4 separate regions of the Sus scrofa genome follow, and all the other regions are linked to region 1. Evidence: chromatin contacts called from public Hi-C and HiChIP or PLAC-seq data. All regions are on one chromosome and are shown on one strand. Each heading gives the region's core, a stretch centred on a gene start, on an enhancer-like site or on the middle of the called end of the contact. The rest is flanking DNA. Distances are from core to core; before and after follow the strand shown. Region 1 overlaps STARD13 (stAR-related lipid transfer protein 13). Region 2 holds the start of LOC106507939. Region 3 overlaps LOC110255744 (a long non-coding RNA gene). Region 4 overlaps LOC110255744 (a long non-coding RNA gene).

What was found. A called contact is a pair of places that touch in the nucleus more often than the background predicts. HiChIP or PLAC-seq counts read pairs in DNA pulled down with a chosen protein or histone mark.
Region 2: a Hi-C map of skeletal muscle shows a contact between it and region 1, with 7 times the contacts expected there. The contact joins the promoter of LOC106507939 here to the enhancer-like site in region 1. A contact is called at or near these places in 1 of 5 promoter capture datasets (liver), 5 of 47 Hi-C or Micro-C datasets (embryonic fibroblasts, heart right ventricle, mesenchymal stem cells and 1 more) and 1 of 2 datasets of contacts at active chromatin or transcription factors (skeletal muscle).
Region 3: an H3K27ac HiChIP or PLAC-seq map of skeletal muscle shows a contact between it and region 1. The contact joins two enhancer-like sites. A contact is called at or near these places in 3 of 47 Hi-C or Micro-C datasets (adipocytes, embryonic fibroblasts and fibroblasts) and 2 of 2 datasets of contacts at active chromatin or transcription factors (alveolar macrophages and skeletal muscle).
Region 4: an H3K27ac HiChIP or PLAC-seq map of skeletal muscle shows a contact between it and region 1. The contact joins two enhancer-like sites. A contact is called at or near these places in 3 of 47 Hi-C or Micro-C datasets (adipocytes, embryonic fibroblasts and fibroblasts) and 1 of 2 datasets of contacts at active chromatin or transcription factors (skeletal muscle).

What each region holds. Positions count from the first base shown.
Region 1 is chr11:9,689,641-9,692,270 of Sscrofa11.1, forward strand. All of the region lies in intron 1 of STARD13 (stAR-related lipid transfer protein 13), which reads right to left. Among named protein-coding and RNA genes, the nearest start is that of STARD13, 47 kb to the right of the region's middle. Within about 2 kb of position 1,296, at least 68 of the 83 cell types and tissues checked have an H3K27ac peak or open chromatin away from gene starts, as enhancers often do. A contact at or near this core is called in alveolar macrophages, liver and skeletal muscle, where this site is marked.
Region 2 is chr11:9,911,428-9,914,057 of Sscrofa11.1, forward strand. LOC106507939 reads left to right here and starts at 1,345. Exons shown (of 4, transcript XM_021065188.1): 1 at 1,345-1,895. The coding sequence starts at 1,424. All of the region lies in intron 1 of LOC110255744 (a long non-coding RNA gene), which reads right to left.
Region 3 is chr11:9,881,034-9,883,663 of Sscrofa11.1, forward strand. The region is part of intron 3 of LOC110255744 (a long non-coding RNA gene); the gene reads right to left. Among named protein-coding and RNA genes, the nearest start is that of STARD13, 140 kb to the left of the region's middle. Within about 2 kb of position 1,323, at least 23 of the 83 cell types and tissues checked have an H3K27ac peak or open chromatin away from gene starts, as enhancers often do. A contact at or near this core is called in alveolar macrophages and skeletal muscle, where this site is marked.
Region 4 is chr11:9,864,760-9,867,389 of Sscrofa11.1, forward strand. The region is part of intron 3 of LOC110255744 (a long non-coding RNA gene); the gene reads right to left. Among named protein-coding and RNA genes, the nearest start is that of STARD13, 130 kb to the left of the region's middle. Within about 2 kb of position 1,327, at least 29 of the 83 cell types and tissues checked have an H3K27ac peak or open chromatin away from gene starts, as enhancers often do. A contact at or near this core is called in skeletal muscle, where this site is marked.

The sequences.
Region 1 (2,630 bases), core at 46-2,545:
AACTATTACCAGAGAATAATGAGTTTTAGTAATCCCCCCACCCCCAGAATAAAAAGGAACACCCAATAGCTTGTAATCAATTTTCCTCTCCTCTCTGCCTTATGCAGCTGATGCTCCTGTCACAAGATTTGTTTTGAAGTTAGCAGACAAGCTTATCCTTTACCAGAAAAACAGTATCAACAAATCAGTGGCAACTCCTGACGTAAACAGGCAAAGAGGCAGAGAATGTGATTCTGATTGTCAGCCCAAGGGCTTTAAGAACAGAATTTTAACTTTCTCCTGTCAGGTAAGAGTATTGTAAAGAATCTGGGCAGGGTGAAGCTAGTCCTCCGCTCCCCCCCGCCCCCCTTAAATAAACCAGTGTCTAAGTTTTAAACATGACAGGGTGTGAGGAACCTTCAGAGAAGCGCCTAAAATACACACCGAGGAAACCTGTCTCATTTATTCTGTAGACATATACGTAGTTTTGGAAATTTATGATTCGCTGTCCTGCCGTGAAGGTTTTTGTGGACTTAATGTTGAGTTATGTGGCAGCTAAGCGCTGTCACTGTTTGCTTAAAACTGCAGCCTGAAGCTACTTCTCAAAGTTAGGTGCAGCGTGGCAGAGAAACCCATACAATGTAAAGTGAAAACAGCTTTCAAAACTGCGTTAGCACGAAAGAGAGCCAACAGAAATCAGAATTAGCAACAGCCTTCCACTGCCGGCGACTCACCTTGTTGAATTTTAGTCACTAGCTGATGGCGTGCTAGAATCCGGCTCATCCTGTAAGGAGAGCGCCTCGCAGTCTGATCAAATCGCAAATACATCTCCTGGCTCTCAGGTGTCAGGGCATTTAGATAGTAGCAGCCTGAAGCTGGGGTCCTGGGTCCCTGACTGAACATCCCGGCAGATTTTCGTTTGCCACCTCAGTCTGCCCTGTGGCTGTTTCCGTCTGCCTCCAGTCTCAGTCACGGTGCAAGGCACCCAGCCCAGCAGAGCTCAACAGACCCAGCGATTTTTAAAAAGAAAAGGAGTGCCAAAAGCCACAACTCAGAATTCCAACCTCCCCTCCTGGGCCTCACGTGACCCCGCGGAGCCAATCAGAGGCGGGCAGGAGATGAGCCCGTACGCCGTCGGCTGCCGGAGCCCCGGAGAGACCTTGCTCCAGGGGCTCGGGTCCCCGACTGCGCGGGAAGCGAAGGCTCCTGCCCTGCCTCCGAAGTGACTAAGCCCCGAGAAGCTGCACTCACTGAAAGAGCTGAGGGAGAGGAGAAAGGGCAACAGAAGAAAACTAAGCCCTGGGCACAGGAAATCGTTCCAGCTGTAAACGATAGAGAAAGCACACCCGCCTTCTCCAAGGCAGCTGCAGCGAGGTACAGAGATGGGTGTGATACACGATTTAAATGAAAAACTACTTCCAATAAGCATAAACAGCTGAGGATAAATGACCACACTTCATTACAAAAGAAATGGATAAAGCTTTTCCAGGGAAAAGTACACTTCCAGTCCTTTAATGCCCGGAGGAAATGCACTCCAGGCCCCTGACCTGCATGGGAAGCTGAGAGCTCTTACAGATGAAACTGGCACAGGCGAGGGCATCAACATATTTAAGTATCTTCCCCTTTAAAATCTTCTACTTCCTCAATTATTAATCAGCCAGAAGAAGAATACTCTTCAAGTGCCTATTCCATTTAAGACACTGCGGGAATCACAGTAAAGATGCAGATTCATGCAAAGCTGCTGTGGCCAAGCTGCTTGGGATCAGTAGAGAAGTTGTGCAAAAGGGTATAATGCAGGCCTTATGTGAAAGGGCCTCAAAAAAAGACCTAAGAACAATATTAAAGGGGAGTATTATTACTTTTGACTGGGGTGATGATGAGAGCAGGCCACACAGAGAAAGAGACATCTGGGTGGGCTTTTAAGAAATGGGTGGGATTCTGACAGGCAGGGGCTGAGGAGGGTCTGTGCCCACATATATGGACAGGGGAAACCAGAGTGTGTGTTTAAGGAAACTGCGAGTGATTCCACTTGGCCATATCCGAGTGTACATGTGGGAGTAATCAGCATTTCCCCCCTATTTTTTCTCTTTAATATTGTTTGATGTGAAGAGAAAAAAAAAATCTATAGAAAATGTTATTGAATTCTGAGCCTGGGGCTGAAGGAATAAAGTTATTTGGAAAAGAGGCATGTGGCCAAGTTGTTCTTATATTTGGTAGATTCAAACTGAAACACAGCCGGGCCTGGAATTTAGAATCCCAATAATGAAAAACTCTCGATTGGAAGTTCAACAGGACTTAAATTAGGATCTTGATTCTTGGTGCTATGGCTAACTGTGGTCAGCCCCAACACCTGCGGAATTTCTGCACTTCTGAGAAGCAGCTCATTTCGCGTAAATATCTTACTAGGTAAATGAGCACATGAATAAAGACTCCCAGGGCTACAATGGACTCTTCTTTCTCTCTCTGTTCTTCTCCCTCTCTCTCCCTCCCTCTCTCCCTGCACTTGAGAGCCTCTTCTAATCACCATGCAAAAATAAGTAAGGGTCAGGTTTTCAAGTCAGCTCTGATGCAGGAAAGGAAAGGAAAGATGCACTGGGTCCTGTTGTTCCTTTTCCATTTTTCATCAGCCCTTGATCATAGTTTTTCTATTC
Region 2 (2,630 bases), core at 95-2,594, 220 kb after region 1:
TATAATGGTGGCAAAATTAAGCACTCTTTCTTTCAATTTAAGGTTGTTTGTACATGAAATATAGGGAAGACAGGAACATAAAGTTAAAATAAGCAGCTAAATGCAATATATCCCAAAACAAAACATCTAATGAAGAATTTATTCCTTATTCTACACATTCAGTTTGAGGTCTAAAACCTGTTTTTCCCCAGTTTCCAAATCAGTGTTTCCACATCCATTGCCCCTTTAGCTCTGACCTTTGCTTTCATGTGTTTCCTAATGTCTTCCATTATGTGCCGCCTGCATCTAGCCTCCTGCTCACACACTGTGATCAGTCCCCAATGATCCTGCCCAATTTTTTTTGGTTTCTCACATAAATGTACATCATGGGACTCCTCCACTGACAGTAGCTTTCTTCACAACACCTGTTACCAAAACCCACCAAAGGGTTTTAACCAAAAACTATAAAATGTCTTTATGTGGCTACTCCAGACAATCTTTTATTCCCCAATCTTCCCATTTCTCTCAGTATAACTCTTTTAAATAAATCTCTATTCCTTTCAATCTGGCTTTCACAAGGACTCAAGTTTTTACGTAGGCCGCAGATTGGAAGGAACTCTGAAATACAAAGATAAAAGTGTCTACCAAGAAATTTCTTGGGAGAACTGGGTACCTTGCTGCTAACACTTTCAGAATTGGTCTAAAATTAAAGTTGGATTAGTATGGCTTCACAGAGAATTTATTTTTGCTACCTTTGGTCGTTTCGATGCTGCATTTAAAAACCAAACCAAACCAGGGCACTCTCACGAGTTCCTAGATCCGTCCTTTAAAAGTGGTTTGCCCCTGTCTTGTAAAAATGGAAATGGAGAATTCTTCTCCTTTCGAACGGTTTGCACAAGCGGCCTTCCCGTAATTAATATTTGATAAAGACCAAGACACCATAAAACAAAGAACATAAAATGTTACTGACAAAAACGTGACGATAAAGCCGATGAACTCCATGAGTTCTTGAGAAGCACTGCTAAAAAACCAAGACATGCTTCCTGACATAATTAAAAAGCGTTTTTAGGTTCCACGTGAAGAATGTATCTGCCCACGTTCCTTTTCACGAGTGACACTCCTACTGCCTCAGGACGGATGCTTAACGACACTTTGGGTGGATCAAGCCGGTGCAGGAAGAGATTTAGAGGGAAAGGCTGGGTCCAGCCCAGCACTGGGACCGCGCCCAGCAGGCATCTGGATCGCTTAAGACTCAAGGGGAAAATAAAGCTCGCGTTTTTACCTCACATACCATTAACTTTCCACAGAGATTTCCAGAAACCTCACTCACAGCCAGAAACCCCAACCCTGTGGGCGGGAGGGGATGGAGGGGGGGAAAAAAAAAAAACACAAAAAACCTACTACGCCACCATTTCCGCCTTGCCGGGCCAACAAACGTGCAAAGATGGAGAAAGACGCACGTCCCGGCAGCGCCTACGTCCCCAAAACGCGCAAGTGCGAGCGAGGTCCCGCCCCCTCGCGCCCCCAGCGAGGCGCGCGCACCAGAAACCAGCCCCCCGCTGGCGCCGCCCCGGGCTTCCGCCCCGAGGCCCGACGGTCGCTGTTCGGTTCCGGTTCTAGTCCCGCCCTCACGCGGGAACCCTCCAGAAATCTTAATATCCGGGACCCGAGGCCGCCGGCAGCGCGCATTTCCGGCGACAGAAAGGATCCGGTGACGCCTCTTCCCTTCTCTCCTGCCGCCCAGGCTCCGGCTCTCGGTGCGGCAGCGCCATCTGGTGCCGAGTGTCTCGCCGCCCGCGGAGGGGGCGCGCGCCTTTCGGAACCTTCCAGAGAAAACGCGGCCCCGGTTCTGCTCTGTCCCGCCCTCGGGAAGGGAGCGACCAGAGGCTCCGCCCTGCCGAGTTCCCGCGCAGGAGGTACTTTGCAGCACTTTGAATTGGTAGCTGCTTGTATGTGTTAGCTTGAAAATACCCGAGATGGAGCGGAAACGGAGTTCTTTCTCTAGTTTTAAGCCCAGAAAAAAAGCAGGTCTTTTTTTGTCTCCTCATACTTTGCTCTTGAGTCCTTCTCAATCATCCCTGCGTCGATTTCTTAGTCTTTTGGGACCGGGCTCCACCATTTCTTGCTTGGTGGGAAGATGGCACAGGTGTTGTGTCTTAGATTGGTTTCTGCTGTAAGAGGTTTTGTTTCCCTTTGATGATTAAACATACAGCGTACGTGTTTGGAGCCCCTGAAGGAGGGGAGAATTTCATGGATAACTTTTTAAAAAATAGGCCAAGGAAATTTCCGAAAGGTAGCCTCAGAAACACTCCGGATAAATATAGACTTGTTCGTGTGTCATATTTCTCTTAGATAACGGACGGGGAAAAGAAAACCTTTCCCCTAAGTTAGCAAAATCAATGTAAATTCTTCCTTGATGAATTTTTGCTTAAGAACCTCGATTTTCCTGGAAGTTTGAGGCCTGATTGTTTGGTAGTGAGCAATGGGTTGTTCTTAGGGCTTTACCAGAACGCGGCTTAACTGAGTATTTTAAGTGGAAGTTAGTGAAGGAAGTTTCCTGTAGCCTTCAGCGCCTACTGAAAGCACTGCTTCACTGGGCGATTCTCCTGCGGCAGCGATTCTCAAACGTGAGCATGCATCAGGTGTCCCTG
Region 3 (2,630 bases), core at 73-2,572, 190 kb after region 1:
GTGAGTTTTATTCAGGAAAATAGTAAGAGGAAAATACGAAGGTGATTTTGGGTTTAAGACTTGGTCTCCAATCTAGATTTATCAGTGACAGCATTTTTATTGTGATCTCTTTCTGATACCTGGATATATTTCCTCAGTTGGAGGAGAGAGTTTTAGGATTCTTTGGCCTCCACAAACCTCAACTTCCTCCTCATACCGAAAGAGGGTTGGAAATCTCATTTCCTCCTTGAAGTCTCTCCAAAAAGGAAGAGAGGGCTGATTTATTTTTTAACCTGGCCATATCCTCTCTGAATATGCAGTTCTCATGACTCATTCTTAAACTCTAGACAACATAAAACCACTTGCAGCAATGCTCACACAAAGTTTTGATGGTTTTTTTCATGCTAAGACACTATGTATTTACGTGAGTATCGCGTGTCCTTTCACAGAATAGATCTGAATTACTATAACCTTCCTCAGGATATGAGCTCCGGAGCAGATTCCTCTTTAACTTGAGGTCTGGTGTGATTAATAACCAACACAATGCTCTGCTAATTAACGTGGTCTCCCTCATTGACCAAAAAGATGGTACCATTCACTGCTAACATTATGTAGGCTCACAAGGAAGAGAAGATAGAAAAGATGCTGATGATAAATAAAAGTTACACAGCTTGAAAAAATTTTAAGTGCTAATAAAAATATCTAGAAATATGCCTGAGAAAGAAGTGTCAGTCTCTCGTCTGTCATCCACAGCCTGTTAATATACCCAATTAACCCACTGATATTCGTAGACAATGCCCACTACACACACATCTGACATCGTATGGAGGGAGGGGCATGAAAAATAATATGATAAAATGAACAGCTGATGAAGGACCTTTTTTCAGGCAGAAAAAAAAATCTGGCTTTGATCTGATAGATGTTCACAAAGTAACTGAGAAAAAACTCGAGTGTTTGAGGAAAATCGTTCTAGCAGTTGTGAATGTAGGGTTCTCAGCTTGATCGTCTAAATTAAGGACTTGTCTGGCCAGTGGGTAGGAAGGGCAGGCTAGGTCCCACAGAGTCTGTTGGCTGGAGAGGTTTAAGGTTATTCAGGGAGAGAGCACATCCAAAGGCAGGACAGTTGTGTTTAAACTTAGTAGGACATTGTTGACAGCGTGGGGCTTGTTACCTCGATATTTCTCAGGCTTAGCACCTGTGCACCTCTCAGGGCAAGGGGAATATAACAAAAATGGAGTAAGAAAAAAACAAATAAAAAAGAGCAGTTTCCTTAAAGACTCTGTTGAGGGCACTGTTTAACAGCATTTGTAACAATGGAAGCTGGAGTTGAGGGTGGGGCAAAGGTCACTTTATAGCTGGAGCTCTGAGCTGCATTAGGAAACAGCCTAAAGCTGGACCAGACAAGTTCAAGAGCATAATGCTTAGGCAGCCTCGGTACCTTTGGAGAGTTTCAGCTGCTCCATGATATAGGCAGTCATAGATGACCTCATAGATTTCAAACTGGGTCATAAAATAATAAAAAAGGTGCCTGCTACCATGCAGCCAACAAGTCCAACTCCCAAACATGTATGAGCTTCTGCCCCCCAACCCCTCACCCCTGCCAAGATTCCTAGGGGAAAAAAAGACCCTAAGACTGGCTGGCCGAAATTGTAGAGTTGGAGTTATCATAAATGGGAGCCTCAAAATAAGTGTGTTGCTTCCAGGATTTATCGTCCAGAAAACACAATTTAGAGAGAGGAGGAGGTAACGTGGTAGAAAGGCAAGCACCGGGAGTGCTGGTGGTTAAACATGAGCTGTGTGACCTTGTCACAAGGCACTCAAATATTCTGGGCTTCCGATTCTGCATCAAAAACGTGGAATCTTTCAAATGCCCTGACGAGGTCGTGGTGAAGGTCAAATGGAATCATGTGTGAGCAAACCCTATACTTTATTTAAAGTGCTATAATTATCATTACAGGGAGTATCTGCAGAGGCTATTTATAAAAGGTTCTGAGTGCACTGTGATTTCCAGCTGTCACCTGTTGTAAAATGCTTTTGTGTTTTCCAAAGCCATTTTCCAAGAAAGTAATTTTTCTCACTCACACAATTGTCTCTGCAAAACCCAGAGCCACTTGAAATGACTGATTTTAGGAGCGTCCATGTATGTCTGTGGACCCCAAGGGGACACAACTGGGAGAACGTAGCTGTTGCTGGCACAGGAGAAATGAAGGGTAGAAAAGTCTTTGGGCAGTAGAGCATGGGGACCATAAAAATCTTGGCCTTATTTTAACATTTCTCAGAGTACAGGAGAGCCAGGATGTGATCTTGTTGGTAGTGATGATTCTACTGGGAAATCTTGACTTTAAATTGCCTGCCAATCTCTACTTTACAAGTCCAAGAAGAGCCACTTATCACTTTTATGAAGCCACCGAAAGCCCACGTTGAGGGGGGGAACCTAATTATTGAGCAGTATATGCCCTCACACTAAATATATGAGAGTCATGGGCTGAAGGTTCTAAAGAGGAGCAATAAATGTTTTGATAAAACAAATCTAAGAATGCCCCCAACAGGAAGGCAGCCCTCCCTCACCTCCACTAACTCTCCGTTACCCACTTAGGGGAGCACGTTTCTGAGATTTAATGATGCACTGGCAGGATGGATTTTTCCAGGTA
Region 4 (2,630 bases), core at 77-2,576, 180 kb after region 1:
CTATTCAGCCTCTAACCATTTAGCCCCCAAATCTACAGTTTCCAGCTCAGTCAAAGAAACTAGCCAGAGGGTGACTACACTCAAGGTCAAAGAGTGGGGCTTGTGGAAGAGCCCCATGGGAGAGTTAACATTTGACGCCTCCCCATGAGACCCTGAACGAGTTAGTGCAGATTCCTCAAAGACCGACCAAGTGGTAAACCCAGAAAGACAGAACTACTTTGGGAATGGAATCTGTGCTCATCAGGATATCACACTACCAGTGTTAGCTGCTCACCTCAAAGGTCCCTTTACAACTGGGACAGAAGGCGCTCCAGACCTCCAGCCCTTAGGATGGAAGCACAGCAGACGTTTCCTTCCCCCACTGGATCGAGCACCACCTTCTCAATGCAGCATCTACCAACCTCCCAATCTACAATGCAAACACTCCACCCCTGCCAACTCCTTACCCTCTTTTGCCTTTTTCTTTCTTTTTTTTTTTTTTTTTTTTTGGACTAGCACATTTATCACACTCAGCATATTATACATTTTGCTCAACCTTGCTCATTGTTTTCTCACCTCACTAGTGTAAGTACTAGGAGGAGAGAGATTTTCCTTTTACTCTTGTATCTCAGCCTCTAGAAGGATGAACCTGGCACTCAATATGCCTCCTGTACATATTTGTTAAATTGAAAGAATAAACTAGAACAGGGTCTAAATAGGAAGGTGTATCAGATGCCCAGTTTGCAAGGAATTGAGAAGCAACCAGACCTGATGGAGGCAAACGTCAGAGTGCATGGAAAGGACGTATAAAACAGAACCATTAGAGTTTAAGGCCCTCATGCTCTATCTCCCCAGGCCTTTGCACTAGCTTTCTCAGTTTATTTTTGACACACTGCATTGGGTCATCACCTATTACCAGTAAAAAAAGAGTTGAAAGGAGAACAGGGGTCAACAAGATTGGATGATAGGACTGCAATCCGCCAGACTGGCTGGAGGCTTGAGCGAAATAGCTTTTGGATTGAAGCGGAGCCCTTGCTTGGCTTTTTTCACTCTCATTAGCAAAATAAGGGTGACCAGTTGGCCACCTAGGACAACTGCCAAATAGAGAACTTCTGTGACACATTCTATAGAGATTTAATTTCAAGGTTTTTTTCTGCCGCCACACCAGAAAAAGAAATAGCCATCCCAAACCACTTAAATACAGTAGGAAACATAAAAACAAATGCACCCCAAGAGAGTAAGGACTGTACTTAGGGTTCCCACGACAAATCTTCCAAAATCAACAGTGTGGTTTCGTTGAATGTTATCAAAGCTTACGAGCCATACATTCCCACGACATGACTCAGGGACTTTATTTCCTGCCTTCACTTCCTTCAGCTCGGGACCTCACTGAGAGCTTGGCTTTCGTGTGTAGCAATGTAGATATTTCTAGCTTAGCTCGCGTAGACCATAAAAACTGCTCAGAGAATGAATACGCAACGTGTGAGAAGCAAATCAGAAATTTCCCTATTTCATCCACTTTTGTAATTGTACTTCCAATTAAAAAAATATTCACATCAGCTTTTCCTATCACATAAGGTTTTCTCTGATATCACTTGAAACTTTGGAAAGAAGTGTTTCTGTTTTACGTTAGAGAATTGTTATGAAAATGCTAACTTAATAGGAGTTTCTCTATACGGGGAACTATCTGAAAAACCCTCAAAGATAAATGATAAACATTTACAAGAGCGGCATGAGCTCCCAAGTTAAAGGACTGAAAAACTTGAACACTCTCTTCATGTGGATCTCTTACTTTCTTACCAGGCTTGAGTAAAATATTTAAATATTTATGTCTCAGTTTTACCATCTTCTAAACAGGATAGAAATACTTGCTGTGTATATATGACCTTTGAGTAAAGCTGGTAGAAAGAAGGAGGAGGTTATGGATGGTTCTGAATTGTTTTGAATTATTCCTTGTCTTCTCCCCTTCTCCTATAATGGATGATTTAAATCTTTTTTCATCTCGGGCAAAACATCTTTCTACATTTATTACATTGTATCATTTATTTCAGACAAGGAGGTCTTTGAAGCAAGTTTTAAAATAAGAAAATACAACAGCATAGTTACTAACATAATAATGAGAATTGTTACTACTAAATTAATTAGAATAATTGGTCAGTTCCTAAAATACCCTCATGGTAGCAATTTCCTTTGGGTCTCATTCTTAATGTGCAGATCTCTCCCGAACACATCATCCTACTTGATTATGCAGCAATTTCCCGTCTTCTCATACATGATATTAATATTAGCATTCAGTAATTTATTCATGTTAACTACTTGTGTCATATTAAGTTCTTTGTCTGAATAACTTGTATGACAAGACACATTATAAAATATATATTTTTTTTCTTCTGGCCATGCCCACAGGATGTGGAAGTTCCTAGGCCAGGGATTGAATCACCCCACAGCTGTAACCAGAGTAATAGCTACGACACCAGATCCTTTACCCTCTGAGCCTTGAGGGAATTCCATAATATGGTTTTAAGTATTAAACATATAAATGACTTCCACTTTTGTTAACTCTCTTTTTACAATACCTAGGACAGAGGAATATACAGAAAAGTGCATTTATTTTATTTTATTGTATTTTGGCCATGCCTGTGGCATGCAGA